Linked DNA regions of Gossypium arboreum: region 2 is linked to region 1. Evidence: chromatin contacts called from public Hi-C data. All regions are on one chromosome and are shown on one strand. The core of a region is the stretch at or near the end of the contact, and the rest is flanking DNA. Distances in the headings are between cores, read along the strand shown. Region 1 holds the start of LOC108450229 (cytoplasmic tRNA 2-thiolation protein 2). Region 2 has its middle 4.6 kb from the start of LOC108452781.

What was found. A called contact is a pair of places that touch in the nucleus more often than the background predicts.
Region 2: a Hi-C map of leaf shows a contact between it and region 1, with 2.7 times the contacts expected there. The contact joins the enhancer-like site here to the promoter of LOC108450229 in region 1. A contact is called at or near these places in 2 of 5 Hi-C or Micro-C datasets (both in leaf).

The regions. Positions count from the first base shown.
Region 1 is chr11:23,403,185-23,409,414 of ASM2569848v2, reverse strand. LOC108450229 (cytoplasmic tRNA 2-thiolation protein 2) reads left to right here and starts at 4,778. Exons shown (of 7, transcript XM_017747758.2): 1 at 4,778-5,311; 2 at 5,394-5,742; 3 at 5,821-5,907. The coding sequence starts at 5,010.
Region 2 is chr11:23,446,749-23,453,658 of ASM2569848v2, reverse strand. No RefSeq gene overlaps it. Among protein-coding and RNA genes, the nearest start is that of LOC108452781, 4.6 kb to the left of the region's middle. Within about 2 kb of position 1,953, at least 2 of the 2 cell types and tissues checked have an H3K27ac peak or open chromatin away from gene starts, as enhancers often do. A contact at or near this core is called in leaf, where this site is marked.

The sequences.
Region 1 (6,230 bases), core at 3,529-6,028:
TCACCCACGCATGATGGACAATGGAGAGGGTTATTCAGATTTTGGAGGATATGTTAAGGGGTTGTATCATCGATTTTCGTGGGAGTTGGGAGGACTACTTGCCATTGGCGGAGTTTACATACAATAATAGCTACCAAACAAGTGTTCAGATAGCTCCATATGAGGCACTTTATGGGCGGAGATGTCGTATGCCTACGTGTTGAACAGAGTTGGGTGAACGACAGGTGCTTGGACCGGAGTTGGTGGCAGATACTGAAAGTAAGGTTAAGTTGATAAGAGATCGATTAAAGGAGGCATCTGATAGACAAAAGTCGTATACGGATCTAAAGCGCAAAGAGATAGAGTTCACGGTTGGGGATATGGTTTTCTTAAAGGTTTCACCTTGGAAGAAGGTCTTGAGATTCGACAAGAAAGGCAAATTGAGTCTGCGGTTTATAGGGCCTTATCGGGTTCTTAAGCGGGTAGGGCCAGTAGCGTATCAGTTAGAGTTACCACCAGAGTTAGACAGAATCCATGACGTCTTTCATGTGTCTATGTTAAGACGATATCGATCGGATCCCTCACATGTTGTGCCAGTGGAGGAGATTGAAGTAAGGACTGATTTGACCTTTGAGGAAAAACCCATACAAATTTTAGATCGAGAGGTTAAAGTTCTAAGAAGGAAGTTGGTTCCGTTGGTAAAAGTACTGTGGCGTAATCATGGAAGGGAATAAGCTACTTGGGAATCAGAAGAGACTATACGTCAACAATACCCTCAACTATTTGGATCAAGTAAATTTTGAGGCCGAAATTTCTTTAAGGGGTGTAGAGTTGTAACGCCCCAATTTTCGGGAATTCTGTGAATGTTGGCATAGGTTTAATTATGTTAGTGGGCCTCTAGAAGGCCCAAGCTTAAGATAGAACCCGGCAATTTTAGTTAATTTTTGTTCTATAAGAAAAATGGGGTGAAATTATGAAATAGAGCCTATGTGAAAATGTTTGAAAATGCTATAGGCTAAATTGAAGTGGCCAAATAAATAGGAGTGCAAAATAAGAGGATTTGCATGACAAACCTTCCATTTTACATGAAGTGGCCAGCCATCATGTTGTTGTAGACAATATGAGCACTTGATATCCATAATTCATGGTACAAATTCATAATGGGTTAGGTAAATGTTCCATGATAATGGATTAGGTAAATATTCCATGATAATAGGTTAGGTAAATGTTCCATGATAATGGTTTACGTAAATGTTCCATGATGGGCATTTCATGTCTTTTGTATTAAAGAATTAAATGGATGAAATATGAAATTTTATTAAAAGAAAAAGGGGTGAAAAGAACAAAGTTTTGTCTATCTTTGTTCATCATAGCCGAAAGTTAGAGAAGAGAAAGGAGAGGAGAAAGCTCTTGAATGTTTGGTCACTTGGGGAAGAAAATTGAAGGTAAATTCATGGTAGTTTGCTTCTATCTTGATGTTCATGAGTTCTTCTTGATTCTACCTTAGCTCTTGAAGCATATTTTGGTTTTTGGTTGTGTTGTGAGCATTTGGTCATGAATTAAAATGAAGGAAATGGTTATTGTTTCATGTTCTTTTGATGAAAAATGGAAGATAGGTGAAGTTGAGCTAAACAAATGAACATGCATGTGCCTCAGATGCTAAAGGGAAAAATTGGCTAACATGTTGTGCTTTAAAATGATGAAATGGAGATTATACTTAAGTAAAATCATAGATATGTGATGATTTATTGGTGATATACATGTTTAAATAACATGCATGCAAGTTATGTGTGAAAGAGTGAATTTGGTAATAAATCTACTTGGGACAGCAGCAGTAACGTGACTTTGGAAAATCACCATAAATTGTGGGAGATGAATTAGAAGCTGAATAAATTATGTAATTAAAGCTTGTTGAGTCTAGTTTCAAATGAAATAAACGAGAATATATTTTGAATTCTGTACAATAAGAAATCTGATTCGTAATTAAGAGTGGTCAGATTAGTCAAACAGTGAAACATGCGAAACTTTGAGAAAAATCTGGTATTGATTGGCCAAACCAAAAATTCTGAAAATTTTATGGATATAATATATATGAGTCTATTTTCAGGTAAAATTAACAGCACTTGATTTGGAGTTTCGTAGCTCTAGTTATAAATGATTTAGTGACTTTTGTTCAGGAAGACAGCTTGCAGTGAGATTATAATTATGTGGTAAACATTGACAAAAATTTGTTAATGAGTTGCTTATTGATTTCTTATAAGCTTACTATGATCTTTAGGTGTGGTTGGTCGAATATTGTAAGGGGTTAATACGTAGTTCGTATTTGAATAGTTAGATTAATGTGTTAGTAATCCAATTGTAGGCAGTTCGTGTGTGGATCTCATCAGCATATCGTCGCAAACAGGTGTGTAACTAACACCGTCTTTCTTAGTCTGGATCGGCAAAAGTCAAAAAGCCGAAATGCCGAAAACCGGTATTTTGTAGATTTGTGAGTGTGCGAATGCTCGTGAGGTAAATCGATTAATGTTTTTGGTAAGCTGCAAAATTTGGACTGCAAATTGCATGATTTCTGTGCCCTCGATATTTTTGGGCTTAATGACCAAAATTGGAATGATGGGCCAATGGGCCCAATTCGGTAAGAACCCTTGGTACGTGATTTTGTTAGTACGTGAAAAGTAGGAATATGCATGAAAAACCCTAAAATAGATAAATTACTGAAATACCTTTAAAAGTGGAAAATTTACAGTTTTACCCCTAGTAGATAAATTACCGAAATACCCCTAGGGTTAAATTGACCTAAATGCATGTTCTTGTTGCCATCTTGAGCAACCGCAAGGAGTAGGATATGAGTATATTTTCCATATAGCCAGGTCCTATCTATTTGCACAAACGGCTTGCAGTAGGGAAATGCCCACATACATCGATCAAACGTCTAGAACAACTGATGGAAATTTTTTTTCCCGGTTGTAGTTAGTCATCCGGGCTGTAATAAAGTCGTGTTTGTAACTTAATGACAGTCCCCAGTACGTACTCTTGCATAGCGGCTATCCATCCCTGTAACTCATTATACGACACATCAAAATTCCCATACAATTGCTCTATTGCCATCTGTTTAGCTATCCACGCCTTTCGATATGATACTTGATACTGAAATCATACCTGCATTTTGGCAATCAGTACTGAAACTTTAATGGTTGGCATGTCATTCACCTTTGGCATAATACATGTACAGATAATTTTGGAATCAAGTTTTCGATGATCTTCTGTCATATGTATTGATGTGCATGTGTGAGGCCCAACAAATTTGCGTATCTTCTACATCTGTGAATTTTGAACAAATGCAGCTCGAACCTGCCAATCGTAGCCTTGCACCGACTTCCAACACTCCCCAATATATAATGTCGGTTTAGACACTGCAACTTTGTAATCCACTGATATATTCATGCTATACCGCTTAATAGATTCCAATAGGTTCTTGGAACCGATGTCTTCCAAAGTTTCTCTAAAATGATTTGGTGCTTCCGTTCTATTAATATCCTTCTAAGGGTTAAGTATTGCACTTTATTCTTTCTAATCAGTTCATGACCCTTCCACAACACTTTTTGTATCTTTTGATTTACGGTAATAAGGTGTTGAATAATGTCTTCTTCTAGTTTCATTTTGTGCTATTGCACTTCTCTTATCATCTTATCAACTTTTTCCCTTTGTGCTAAAGTTAATTATCTCATCAGGCAATACCAAATATGTTTCCATTTTTAACAATATGTATAATGTAAATATTTTCATTGTTATCACTAATTAACAATATGTATAATAGTTTTACTAACATAAAAACTTTCAAATATATTAAAAAATTTAAAACATAACATTCACAATAAACACATAATTAATCTAAATACAAAATTTACCAAAAATCACAATAAACAAAATAACTTTTAAAACAAAACATAAAAAAACACTAAACAAACTATATAGTACTAATAAAATAATTTTTTCTTATTGTAATCTATTCTATTTAAAAATAACAAAAAGAAGATACATTTTCTTTCTTCTCTTCTCCTCTCTTATTATGTATTTTTTTACCGGAAAAATTATTTTTCTTTCTTTCTTCACTTCTCCCTCTCTTATTTTGTAATTTTTTTTAGTGGTGTGTGCCTCTATTTAACATTGATGGCTTAAATAGAGGGTTTGGGGGAGTAGGTGTCGCCTGTGCCACGTCAGCAACTGGTGCCGCCTCTGACAGAGGCTTCACCAGTGCTGCCTCTGGCACATCCTACTCTCTTTTTTAAATTAATATTTTTTTTAACTGGTGTCAGAAAAGTAAGGTGATCACACCTCTGTTAGAGGCGGTACCACCCTACATGTACCATTTTAATATATAATTTTATGTTTGTATTATTTTGATGTTTTTTTTTTATTAAATTAGTAAAAACCCCTTATGATTGTGGTGATGAGTTAAGTAACTTTTTATTTATGCAATTGTAAGATGGTAACATTTTGTATGTAAACTATAATTGGAAGATTATGACATAGAAGCATGTTATACCCATGTTGTAAATTTTTTTGTATTTGCACCTATAAGTTTAGATGATGGCTGGTTTTAATTCAATAATTGTAAATCATTGTATGAAACTAATATGTTGTATTGATTATTAATATAAAGTATCAGGTTTTATTCTATTTTTGATTTCGAATGTGAATTGTTGATGCAATAAATTTCTGAGGTTGGTAGCGTGGAATCAATTTGCAAGTGTTGCTTTGTGATTACTAGTATTTTTCCTACATTATAAAAAGTGCAATAAACTCATTTTAAAAATGACGTTAGTCCCATGACTCAAACGACAACATTTGAATAGTTTAGTAATTTAAGTTGTAATTTTTTGAAATTAAGGAGCAAAGTGTAAATTAATTAACTAGAACTTTTCTTTTACGAAATAAGGGCATTGGGTAATTTGAGGCAACTAAGCTATAGCCCGTAGTGTTTCTAGTCATAAACCCTAGGACGAGGATACAGAGCAACAAGGTGACTGATGGCGTGCAATTCGTCAACCTGCAATTCTTCCGGTTGCTATAAAGGGTACGAGGAGGAAGAACAGCCTAAACCAAATACAAAAGCAGCGGTAAATGGGGGCAACAGTTGCCAAAACCTCTGCGTGAAGTGCAAGGTCAACGAACCCGTGTGCTGCGGTATCGGTGGGGAAAATTCCAGATTTTGTAAGGATTGCTTTAAAAACAATCTCTATGGAAAGTTCAAGCAAGCTGTTACTTATAACGCCATGATTACTCCTCCTGATAAAGTTCTCGTTGCTTTCTCTGGTGGAACTTCCTCCAGGTTTCTCTTTCACTCTCTCTCTCTTAATTTGAAGGATTTGGGTAATTTTGCTCAGAATGTTTATTTATGTTTGTGGTTTTAGGGTAGTTTTACAATTTGTGCATGAGATGCAATATAAAGCGCAGAAGAATTATGATGCTAATAAAGACAAGTCATTACCGGTTTTTGGTGTCGGAGTCGCGTTTATTGATGAAAGTTCCACTCATTCATTTACTTCTCTACACATTGAGAAGGCAATTGAGGATATAAGATTAATTGTGTCAAATCTAGCCCCACCGTCGAAAGAGTTGTTTGTTGTTCCAATTGAGAGTATTTTCTCTTCAGATGGCATTGATGGTAAGGAGAGATTGAAGGAGTTATTAGATGCTGTTAGTGATGTTACTGGGAAAGAAGATCTTCTAATTCGTTTACGGATCTTGTTGTTGCAAAAGGTTTAATACTAAATTTTACCTTTGAGCTGTGAATGTGTGGAAAAAGATATGGAAAATTGACTACTGTTTCTGTCGTAGATTGCTTCTGAAAATGGGTACACTAGAATCGTGCTAGGAACATGTACGTCAAGGATTGCTTGCCACGTCATTTCTGCCACAGTGAAGGTGTGTGTGTCTTTGTTTGGAAAAAGCTATTTCTATTTTCTATGGTGAATGCATCAAACTTATTTTATCAGTATAGTAAAGCTTAGATGGTCTTTAGCTCAAGTTGTGAAGGGGTTATCTGAAGGAGCTTTGAGGTTGATTTGAGGTCCTATGTTACTCGGGCTTAGGTGTGAGTGTTGGATACGGGTTTATGATCAAATTTGTCTAAGTTCATGTCCCCGTATCCATGTGTTAGACACAAGGATTGAATATGACACAAGGATTGAATATGAGGCGGAGCAGTATAGTTGTGGTCAATATCTTAGAAGGGTAACATGCTATCT
Region 2 (6,910 bases), core at 704-3,203, 47 kb before region 1:
CATATTAAAAAAAATCTCAAACTTAGGTGCCAAATAATGCATTAAGCCATTATTTAAGCCTTAATTATATATGCATGATCGATCACTTCACTAGCTCAGTTCAATTCTATAATAAGAACTGTTTTAATAAATAGATGAAAAAGACAAATAAGAAATAGATCCATGAATTATTATTTGCGGTAAATGCATTTCCTCAATAAGGCAATAAATGACTTGGAATTTAATTTAATTTCTTTAGGTATTATTTAATTGTATGAAATTACTTAAAATGAGAATTAAATTAATTATTTATCATATTTATATTTTAATTGAGTAATTAAATTAACTTACGCATAAATTTTATATGACAAAGTTGTCATGATTTTAACAAAATTAAAATCTTGTTGCGTAAATTATATTATTCCCCAAATTAATCAACATCAAATATGGATAGGTCTTCCAGAGCATGACCCAGTAGGTTGGTCAGGCCCAGGCCCAGGCTCAGGGATTTCATTTCTCTTTCCTTCCATAGTTCAGTACTTTACCCCATTGATATGATTGAAATATGGGTGCAATTCCTTTATGTTATATTCCAGGAAAAGGCTAGCAGAATGATGGACAGGTCTGCCCAATTGCCAGGGAATCAATGCAACAGGTAATTAACTCCAAATCATGGATTCAACTACCCATAACTGTACTAATTCATTGGTCAAGCGGATAATAAATATGAAGACTCTGGGCAGCAGATAATGGACAAGGCACAGGAAGCTAAAAGAGGCAATGATGGATGCAAGTGGCATCAAAGATGAAGACTCCCTATATTTTCCTTTAGATCCTTACTTCTTATTTTAGTTATTGATTTCTTGTGTGTGTTTTGGACCATTTACTAAAATGCCAACAAAAGAAGAGATCATAAACAGCTCTCTTACAATGCAATTTGTCAAGTGTTAGCTCTTCCACTTTAATCTAATTCCTATATTTTGTACCCTTGTATACGCATGCATACTCTAAAATTCTAAAATGTAATGTCACATTTCGCCCTTTATTGCTTCATATGTTTTTATGAACATATGTAAATGTTATTACTGTAGCAATCTCTTGTAGCACCGACAAGAGAAAGTGAGGGGAAAGGGGATGGGACAACAACACTGTGGGTGATTTGATTTCTTCAGATTCTGTTTGGCATGATGCTTTCGTGTTTCAGTCTCCAGTGTAACTTTTCATCTTGTTTCGTCTTTCATCTTGGAAACAGGGTTATGTTATTACCTATTTATAGTGAGCTTTTCTTCATCACAAAACACAAGTTTCACTTTAACTTTCACTTTTGCAACAAAATTAGGTCTTTTTAATTTGCAAGATTTCTCTCAACATTAACAGTGGCAGAATTTTGTAGTTATGTTAGTGGTTGGATTTTCATTTTGGCTAATGGGACCAATAAAATTCATTGTGGAAATTGTGTGATGTTTTGGCTTTTTAAAAATGAACCAAATTTATTTATTATAGGTAATTTATGGTACCAACTAAAATTTACAGATTTATATCAATTCAGTTCATTGATTTTTTATTACTAATTTAGAGTTTTTCATTAAAATAATTTTTTTATATTATATAATTTAAAACAAATTAAAATTGAATAAAAATTAATCTCTGTTCATTTCAAATATTTTTAATTAGTACCTGCACAAATTAAGTAGAAATCAAACTAAAAATCAACCCAATACTATTTTTCAACCTAGAGAGATGATCTTCCAAAGTACCAGTTTTTTTTTTTTTTTTTTGAATAGAAAGTTTGGGGACCAGACAGCAACAAATTTTTGTTGCTACCTATGCATATGCTTTGAACTTGACTTGGGTTTCACATTATTGTTGTTAAATGGCAGAAAAAAATGCAGTGTTTTTGAAAAAAAAATACATTTCATATTTTGTAAAATTGCATGCCCAACAAAAGCCCTCATTCCATTACTTTTTTTTCCAACCAAAGTGAACATATAAAATTTCCTTTGTCCTAAAAAAAAAGAGAGAGGGAGAGAGTTTATTTTGAATCTCTGAGTATAAAATCGATTATAAATACTTGGAAAAATAGAAAAAAGAAAAACCGAGACGACATGTTGCAAAGAGCTTAGTTCTGGGAGTGACCAATCAGATAAAACTGAAGAGGACTTGTGAAGCGAGCAAAACGCAGTGAGTGTGACCCAACGTCACACATATATACATACTATATAAATAAGAATGTCATTTTTCTGGGGAAGGAAATGGTGAGGACCAAAAGACAAGTAAGGTTCTTACAGACATTACGACAAAGGTTGCCATTATGTTGAGATGATTAGTACCTATTTTCCTTATTCTACAATCACTGCCACCATCGACTAGCTATTAGCTAATAGGGGACCATCCCCTCTCACCCATTTTCATTAGGTCTCAGTGTTCCCATTTCAGATTACCCAAAACTACTTGTTTAGATAACCTTATCTGTTATTTACTAAAGACAATTTTATCATAATATGGTCATAATTATTCCAGTCTTCGGATTTGAAGATGATTGTTGGAAATAGGTGAATTACATTAAATGTCAATATTTTTTTAGGATAACACAAGGGATATCCAATCAACCCCAAATGAATTTTCATGTTTAAATTTTATAAAATAGAAACGTCACATTATATTAAATCTCTTATCAATTATTTAGTGTTATTTCAGCATTTTTTTCAATCTTATTAACACATATATTGATAATTTTTTTAACCTAAATCCTAGACCAAAGCCCTGAACCTTGAACTCTAAATCTTGGACTTTGGACCCTTGATAACCACGAAACCAACTAAAAATTTAGCTGAAGCAAGAGCACCTATCAATTAATAGTATAGCTATGATGAGCAAAGATATCGTTCCCACGAAAATTAAAAACACTAGTAATTATTATCTTTTTATTATTTAACTGATAAATTCGAGTGATTGATTAAAAACTAAAATCAACTAAATTAATTACTGACAAACGCGACAAAGAACTAATCAAGAAAATAAACGATTAACAACCAATAAGCAAAACAGTATCTAGGAAAGAATCCAACTAGATTTCATCTGTCATTATTAAGGATGTTCAATCGGTTAACCGACCCGAACTACGATTAGCCGAATTAACTGACCCTTTTAAACCTTTAACCGTTAACCAAATCGAAATTTTTTCAAAAAAAATTAACCGAACCGAACTTGATTGGTTAATTCGGTTTTATATTTTTATTTTTGATTAAGACAAGTATAAAAAAAATTAATCGACTTAACCTACTGATTAATTTATATTTCCAAAAAATTAACCGAACCAACCGAATACTTTTATATTATAATATTATTTATTAAATTCGATTAGTTCGGTTAATCAAACGATTTCGAACCGAATTAACCGTTAACCAAACTTCTAAAAAATTATTAACCGACCCATGAGCAAATCGGTTAACCGACTGATTAATCGAATCTGGTCGGTTAACCGAATTAATTCAGTTTTACCCGAAATTTGCCCTAGTTATTATCAATCTAAATTACGCAATGTCTACATTTAGTATCTTGATTTGTAGAAATCCCTAAATTATGCTAATATCTTTTTCAAAAATAAGAGCAACTGACTCTAGCGTGATTAATTGAAATTTCTTTCTAATTAAAAGCCCTATTATCACATTAACTCGACCTATGAATTCCTCTATTAGATCGACTCTAATATCTTAGATTTATGTCGTCCTATTTCTAGGATTGCATGCAACTCCACTCAATTATAGGTTCTATTCCTCCTCTGATTTAAACACATCAAACAAGGATCAATAATCTAGAAATATCAAACCAATAATTAAGCACATATTATTGAGAATAAGATCTAAGTATTTATTGCATAAAATAAAAATCAAAGGACATAATCCGTCATAGGGTTCATCTCCCTAAGTATTTAGAAAATTAGTTCATGTTTGAAAATAAAAAATCCTAAACACAGTGTAACCGAAAGAAATAAAGAAACTCATGATAATCTCCAGAGAAATCAACTAGGTGTCTTCAATCTTGACAGATATCTGCTTCAGAATTAGCTTCAATGGCCTTTTTTCGAGTTGTTTTCTTGAATATTCTATGGCATCTCCCTTCTATCTTCTTATTTTTGTCATATATACTCTTAGAATGCCCAAAAAACCTTAAAATCACGTTTTTCCGCTATTCAGAGTGCAAATTCATAAAATCGACACGATCTGCCACATGGTTGTATGGCAGCCCGTGTGAAAAGGTCAACCCATGGAGCTCTTGTAGCTTGTTCTGATTTTTAGGTTTTCTCTCATTTTGCTCCCAATTGCTCTCCTAAGTATAAAAACATGAATTTAAAGGATTAAGAGTATAAAATTCACAGTTAACATCAAATAATCACCCAAAAATACATTAAGAATGAGACTAAAACATGTTACTTTTAGCACCTATCAACCCTAGACCTTGGATCTTGAACCCAAGACCCTGAACTAGGTCTAAGGTCTGAGGTCTAGAATTTAGGGTTTAAGGTTTAGGGTCTAAAGTTCAAGGTTTAGGGGTAAGGGTTTAAGTTAAGAAAACGACCAAAACGATGTGCCAATGACATAAATAAAAATGTTGAAATAGCATTAAATAATTGGTAAGAGATACATGATAATGTGACGTCTTTGTTTTATACAATTATTTCCACCATATCACATTACCAGAATTAGAGATGCCATTACCTTGGTAAAAGATAAACTACAAAAATGTTACTAAATTATTGCTTTCGTCCTATTTTAGTCAATGAACTATAGTAAATTTTTTTTTAATTTAGTCACCTAACTTTTCGAAATCAAATACTTTAGTCACTCTCTCCGTTAGTTGTCGTTGCATAAGTGAAGAAAAGTTGGTGGGCTTTTTTTTATTTGTCTAATAACAAATTGAGTAATCCAATGTTTACACATTCTTTCAATTTGATCTTAAATATAAAATCATCAATAAATTTAGTCCTCAATGTTTACAAAATTTATCAATTTAGTTCTAATTCAATAAATTTTTAAATGGCAACTTTTTTAATTACTATAAATTTTTATATGACATTTATTATTATTAAGATTTATATTTGATGATTTATAAGTATATATCATTGATTAATTGGATGATGGCAAACTATGATTTGTTTAAAAAAATAGATGCTTTAATTTTTTATGATGGGTCATTATTTGATTAAATAAATAAAAAGATAAAAAGGAAAAGATGTCATCATTATAGGATTGTTTAGCCAACTTTGGTGTGAAAACAAAATCCTCCATTGAAAAGATAAATGAAAGGGCTAATCTTTATCTATAGTATTTCGAAAATTATATTTATTCAAAAATTTTGTCAAGTTTGAAGTTAAATTTATTATTTTTTTATAATTCGAACTAATATAATAAGTTTTATAAAATTAAGAATTAAATTTATTAAATATTTAATATTTAAAATCAAATTAGTAGAATGCATAAATATTAGAACACTAATTTACAATTAGGTTAATAAAACATTTATATTAACTTTTCATCATTTCTTTAACAGTAACGAGAGTGATCAAAATAAAATGAAGGCAAGAGTTTAATGACCAATTTGTACTTTACTTAAACCACTCAAATCTAACTTCTTATAAATTCAGAACAATTTCAACGTTTTTGAAATAATTAAATTTTTAATGAAAATTTTGTTACGCTTTTTACTAGAAACAATTTGAGATAAAAATTTGAAAAATAAAATGTACTCAATTTAAAGTTATGCCAAAATCATCCTTTATTTTGAAAAGAAATCCTCCTTTCACATCTCATGTTTATTTTTAAAATTGTTGCTCTTTTTGGAATTTTTTTGAATTGATCCATATAGTCTTTAATATTTATTATAATATTGAATTTGACATTTTATTTTATTTTTATTTTTATAATATTTATCATATTTATAAATAAAAATTTTAATTTTATTAAAATATTTGATTAAAAATTTACTTGATAAGAAAATTCATCATACTTATAATAAATAAATTTAGAATTTATATTGTATTTAGATTATTATGTCTCCATTAATAAAATAGGAAAACTTTTATATTACTTTATTTTTAAATAGCAAATTCTAATTATTTATTTAATCTATTATATTATTTATAATAATTAATTAATGTTTTATATAATAATAAATAAACTGATGCTTTAATGATGAATAGAAAATTTTATTAGCATCATATTTTAATTATCAATATAGTTTATATACTTAAATTATATTTATTATTTATTATTTTAAATAAGATATCTTTGCATTAGTTACATCAAGAAAAAAAATTGCATTGTAAATGGTAAAAATGTTTTAATTATGATTTTTACACTAATTACAATAATTTAAAATTTTAAATGCTTAAAGTCCCATGCAACGGGTGTAATATTAGGAACAAATCTATAATAAATGTAAAAGTAAGAGTTTGGAAAAACTTTTAAACCGACAAGAATATTCTTTATTGTTAATTATATTACTAAATTGAAATTAGAATAATAATTTATCAGTATTATCATGTGATAATAATAAAAGTAATACTAATTAAGTATTAATTAATATGATAGTATATTGTTATGAAATTAATTAACTTGATCATATTTTTAAAATTTCTACTTAAAAGTTACATAATATATTATTAATTAATAAAATTATAAATCTATAAAATCATTTAATATAATTGGATAAATTAAAATAATAAAAATAAAAATATAATTTTATAATAAAAGGTTAAATTGGAAAAAAAGTCAAGAGCGCTTAGAAACAGTGACTGTTGTGGCTAGGGTGTAAAAGGGTAGTGACTTTTTCAGGAATGGGGAGGGACGAGATCTCTCTTTTGGAAGAGTAGTTGGTGAAATTGTCAATTAAAAGTTCGCTTGTTGTTTCGAGTGATAGCCCAACGTTGTTA